Linked DNA regions of Hordeum vulgare: region 1 is linked to region 2. A link is a contact called in public Hi-C data. All regions are on one chromosome and are shown on one strand. Each heading gives the region's core, a stretch centred on a gene start, on an enhancer-like site or on the middle of the called end of the contact. The rest is flanking DNA. Distances are from core to core; before and after follow the strand shown. Region 1 holds the start of LOC123430044 (ras-related protein RABC2a-like). Region 2 holds the start of LOC123430024.

Region 1 (2,777 bases), core at 110-2,609, 440 kb before region 2:
ACATATGAATAAATAAAAGACACGCCCAGTCACTGATCGAAGCGTCCATAAACGTTTAAAGATCATATTTGCAATATCCAGTCGTAGATACTCTAAGTTAACATAATTCTCAGCGTAAAAAAAACACGCCACAAGGCAAAAGAAGTCTCCCGGTGAGTGCCGTTGCGTGCACACAGTTATATGAAAGCTACACCTTCCAAACTACCACACCTTAATAAGACTAAAGACAACAACTGAAATATATTCCGTTTGCAAATATAAATCTTTTTAAGAATTTTACTAAATGACTACATATAAAAAAATCAATAAATCTATATTTTAAAAACCTTTAAAATTTTATATTTAAAAAGGGAAGGAGCGGTAAGTACTCCCTTCGTTTAAACTTATTTGTTGTATAAATATATTTAAATTGAAATACATTTAGATACATTTATTCCTACGATGAATATTTTTAAACAAAGAGAATATATCATACTGTATCATATGTCTACAAAGATTCTGTTTGAAAAACATGCGCATGCTGAGTCACATGACATTATCGATCACGTCATCTCGGTCGGAGCCTGGAGAGGCCGGCCGGACACGTCAATGTCGTAGTTACGCAGACAAAATCTACGTGCCGGCCAAAGCGACACACGCGTCGCCAGGTGTGGCATGACTACGCCTAAGATACAAGTCTGTGCGTACGTATACCTGGTCTGGTCTTTCCATCAACATCAACGGTCACACACACAAAAACAAACACATGCTACTACGTACCATCTCTGCAGCAGCAACAACATTATTCGCCCCATCAATCATACACTCAACACGTAGTTGGATGGTTGAAGAGGCTGGTTAAATAGAATGTGATATCCAAGCGTTTAAATCATAATGCTCATATTTCTTCTTGTATTTATTTTAAATTTTCCGATGCTACGGATGAGATGTTTTCATCAAAGACGATGTGTCGCAACTTTGTAAATTTTAAGATGATATGTCAAGACTTTGTAAATTTTAAATTTTAAGATAATATGTCGCTTTAATTTCTCGAAGGCATTCATAGGAATAAGATATGCGTGTGTATGTTTATAAATATGAGTGTATGCATGTTATATAAACGTTTGTGTGTTAAAAAAATTCATACGTGGCGGTTTGTTTAAAAGTCATCATTCATCACTCCAAGTCAAGAAACGAACCCCACCTCTCCGCACCGATCGGGCCGGGACCCCGTCGCGCTCAGCGCAACGAGCCAGAAAACGCCCCGCCCCGCCCCGACCCGACCCAACCTGACCGACCCAAGCGCGCCTCGCGGGTCGATCGCAGCGCGCAGACAGGGACAAAGCCAAACACCACCCGACTCATACCCCGGCAGACTGGCACGCATCATCGTTTCGTTTTCCAGCCGGATCGATCGATCGATCAGACGCGCTCGCGCGGCCGGCCTCCGCCTTCTCCCGCGCCACTTGGACCGGACGGAAGCTCTCGGCCCCGCGGCTCCTGCCATAAACCAGGCCAGCCGTCGCGCGGCGCCCCACCTCTCCTCTCGCCCGGTCAAAGCCAGAGAGCACCAGCCTCAACCTGGCTGGCGGCTGCCGCCTTCCCCTCCGCTTCTAATCCTCCGCCCCTCCCCGCCTGTGACCATCGGCTCGACCGGCGCCGAATCTGGGACGGCGCGGGGGGATGGGGGTGTCGCCGGTGTCGCCGGGGGCCAGCGCCGGCTACGAGTGCTCCTTCAAGATCCTCCTCATCGGGGACTCGGGCGTCGGCAAGAGCAGCCTCCTCCTCAGCTTCGTCGCCGCCGCCAACCTCGACGACGACATCGCGCCCACCATCGGTACCTCCTCTTCTTAGCCTACACTTACCCCACCGCCGCAGCACGCCACGTCCACTCCGATCGCTCTCTCGCTCTGCTTGCCAGTACCAGACTAGCACGAGGTTCAGTGTACGCTCGGCGTATTGCTTCGGAGTATATAGTGTAGCGGTAGTAGCCTAGTAGGTAGCGGATTAAGGGCATCACCGACCGCTTCCGCCCATTTCGGTGAACGAAACCTTTTCCTTTTAAGTTTCAATTAATAATGTCCGTGCTGTTCTCTGCTTTTGATTCTGCTGAATTGTCTCGACTTTCTTGTTGTTTGTTGGCGTTGGCCGGCCAGGGCTGGGAGTTTTATTCTCCATCGCTATGTACCATATGTAGTTGGTCTTATGTGCCACTAATAGGTTGGTCCCCCCCATCAACCCATTTACAAGAAATGCTTAAATGCCAGGGGAAAAAAGCGATCCATGCTTTGTGCAACAAAACCTGATTGCGCACTAAAGAATTTTACTACGCGGTACCTTATTTTCTATCTCAAGCAACCGTTTCAGAGAAGTCATTTGGACAATTTTACATTGCACGTAGTCTATGGGAATGGTCCCAACTCCCTGACTGCCCTTATGTCCTTCCCGCCACTACTTAGAGCAACTCCAATGGGGCGACCCATTTCGTCCGCCGCCGTCCGTTTGGGTCGACACGGACAAAAGTGATGGCCCAACGCGCCGATCCATTTTGAAAACACGTCCGCTCCGCGTCCGCGTCGACCCATTTCCGGCCCAAATTTGGGACTGAAATGCGTCGGCGCGGACGCGAAGCGGACGCGCGCGCCTTCTCGGTGTTCGCCCCCAACCACCGTGGTCAACATTATTTATGACGGCCGCCATCCTCGGACCCACGCGTCAGCGACTGCGACCGGCCTTTTTTAATCCGACCGTGCGGTGGGTTCCGCCATCTGCTTCCAGAACCCTGCCCGTCCACATCC
Region 2 (2,964 bases), core at 379-2,878:
TAGAAAAATTCAAAACAATCCAATTTTCTTTTGTGTGGTAGATAATTTGATGCGTGAGGAACGCTTCAAATTTTAATTTATTTGAACGTCTGAGTAGCTCTCAGCTGTTGTGACCCCATTAGCCTTTTTTGCCGAGAGCTGCTCAGATGTTTAAATATGTTAAAATTTAAAATGGACCTCACGCATCAAAATATCTACCACATAATTTTTTGGATTTTTATTATGTTTTTATTTTTTAATCAACCGGAGCAGATGATCCTCGAAGGAGACTTGGATTTTCGGTAGAAAACATGCTACACTAATAAAGATAGAGAAGGAATGTGATATTTCAAATTCCCAACTAAGCGACAACCAGCGGTAAGTATGAGCATTTACCTAGCCTTTAGGAGCTTTACATCGTTCTTTCTTCCACGAGAAGAAAAAGGAGATCTAGCCATTGCCCTCCGCTAGAAAGAACAACAGTGGAGGACGACATTCAAATGGTCACGCTGCTATTTGCGACAGCGCAGACAACATCTTTTTACTGCAATCATCTTGACTTTTTTTGTTAAGACCGATAATAATTTTTGCTACAATCAAGTGGCATGATATGACTTGCGATGATGGTAATGATGTTTTTGCTACAACTGTCGTAAACTTTTGCTACAATCGATGACACAAAATGTTACAACCAAACGGCCATGCTATGGCCTGCGAGACTGTAAGGTCAATTTTGCTACAACGGACAACACAAATGTTGCGACCGACACGACAGGATGCTGGGACGGCATGCACGGTGAGCTATAACCGGCGCGATAACATTTTTTATTGCAGCCATTGTCGATGTTTGCTACTACCGACGATTGAAATTGCTGCGACGACGAAGGCCATGCTTTTACGACCATTGAGGTATCTTCCTCGACGACGACTGAAGACGATGAGCACGGGGCGGTCGGGGGCGAGCACGAGGTAGTCGCCTGCGCAGGTAGCCTAGAGCGAGCACGACAACTATGTTTCCCCCTAAAATTTTCTCGTATGGGAGATGTCAGCGAGGGGATGAAGAAGAAGATTGGCTCACATCTAACGATGGCATAAAACGCATCGATCGGCTGGGGCAGTCCGGTCAAAAATTTCAACCAGCGTAGAAGCCTTTCAGTTCCTTAAAAAAGACTTACGAATTTTAAAATTTTATTAAACGGTTCAATAGTTAGATACTCCCTTCGTTCGAAATTACTTATCACATAAATATATAAAAATAAATGTATATAAAACTAAAATATATATTAAATATATTTATTTATATCATAAGTATTTTCGGACGAAGCGAGAATGAGATAACTAATGGCATGTTTGGTTCATGACTAACTTTGCCATAACTAACCTTAGATAAAGTGTGGCTGTCAAAAAAGTGTGGTTAACAAAATAAACACCATAAGTGTGACAATATTTGATAAAAAATTAAGTCTATGACATATATGAATCATATACCTATAAAAATGTGACAAACCATAAATGTGTTTAAAGTATTGTGCCATGACTAAAGTTAGATATGACAATCTTAGACCGCGAACAAACAGCCCCTAAAATGTGAATTATCGAAACTGTTCGACAAAGTCATCAACTCAAGCGCGACCGCGTCCCCCAGTAAAAAACTGGAGTAAACTGCACTCACACGGTCACACCGCTTTCGTCAGCTCAGCTCGTTCTGTCCCCCTGTCGGCGCCCCAGACAGATCCCTCCCCCTCGCCGTCGCTTCTCAATCCGCGCCTCCCTCTTCCAGATCCGGGCGAATGCTGGGGCGAGGGGTGGGGATGTCGGCGCCGCTGTGGCGCGGCGGCGCACTCGACCTGCGCGCGGCGCTGCGGTCGGGAGGCAACCTCCTATTCGGGCTCTTCGTGGCCGCCGTTCTCGCGTTCACGCTCCTCGCCGCCGTCCACAGCCCCGACGACCCGCTGCTGCACCCTTCCTCCCACCAGCTTACCGCGTTCCTCACCTCCGCCACCTCCAACTCCACCTTCCTCGCCGACGACTCCGTGCTCCGTACCGGGGAGGACTTCGCTACCGGCTCCAACTCCTCCGAGGACGCCCCCACCACTGCGGGACCCAAGTTCATCGAGCTCTCCGATGTTGGATCCGAGAAAACGGAGGCAGAGACGGAGCAGTCCGTCACCGTCGATACTGACGCCGATTCCAACTCGGCCGCCCAGGAGGAGAAGCCTATCGTCGAGGCTGTTTCCTGCGACACGGAGGCGCCGGTGGACTGCACGGGGGACAGGGAGCTCTTCAACCTGCTCATGCGTACGGCGATCGAGAGGTTCCCCGACCTCCACTTCTATCGCTTCGGCCGCCCCGTCGTCGTGCCGGAGAGCCCCATGGCGTGCGACCTCGCCTGGCGCTTCCGCCCAGCGGAAGACGCCAGAGGACGCACCACCTACTACAAGGACTACCGCCGGTTCACGCTCGCCCGCGATGTCAACACATGCTCCCTCGTGGTGGGAAGCGTCGGCGAGTACCACTCCGGCACCGGCGCCAAGCGCAGTGGGCGACGCAAGGGCAAGAAGGGCAAGAAGGGAAAGCGTGAGGCACCGGTGACCACGGACTTCGTGCCAGCCAAGACCCAGATGAGGATCGACGAGAATGGTGCTAATGCGGACACCACAACCGCTGCAGACCAGGTGTTTGTTGTCGGCGATGCCGTCAATGACAGCATGCCGGTGGTCGCTTCTGAATCCGATTTCAGCCGTGGAAGGTACCTCATTTATATGGGCGGTGGCGAGAGGTGCAAGAGCATGAACCACTACATTTGGGGTTTCTTGTGTGCGCTAGGCGAGGCGCAGTTCTTGAACCGGACGCTTGTCATGGACTTCAGCGTCTGCCTCAATTCACGGTATACCGCCAGTGGCAAGGACGAAGAAAAGGATTTCAGGTTCTACTTTGATTTTGAGCACCTGAAGGAATCTGCATCTGTGATCGACCAGAGTCAGT

What was found. A called contact is a pair of places that touch in the nucleus more often than the background predicts.
Region 1: a contact with region 2 is called in a Hi-C map of seedling, with 4 times the contacts expected there. The contact joins the promoter of LOC123430044 here to the promoter of LOC123430024 in region 2. A contact is called at or near these places in 3 of 6 Hi-C or Micro-C datasets (leaf and seedling) and 1 of 1 datasets of contacts at active chromatin or transcription factors (embryo).

What each region holds. Positions count from the first base shown.
Region 1 is chr1H:250,207,811-250,210,587 of MorexV3_pseudomolecules_assembly, reverse strand. It overlaps LOC123430044 (ras-related protein RABC2a-like), which reads left to right and starts at 1,359. Exons shown (of 6, transcript XM_045113972.1): 1 at 1,359-1,816. The coding sequence starts at 1,663.
Region 2 is chr1H:249,766,098-249,769,061 of MorexV3_pseudomolecules_assembly, reverse strand. It overlaps LOC123430024, which reads left to right and starts at 1,628. Exons shown (of 1, transcript XM_045113957.1): 1 at 1,628-2,964. The coding sequence starts at 1,770.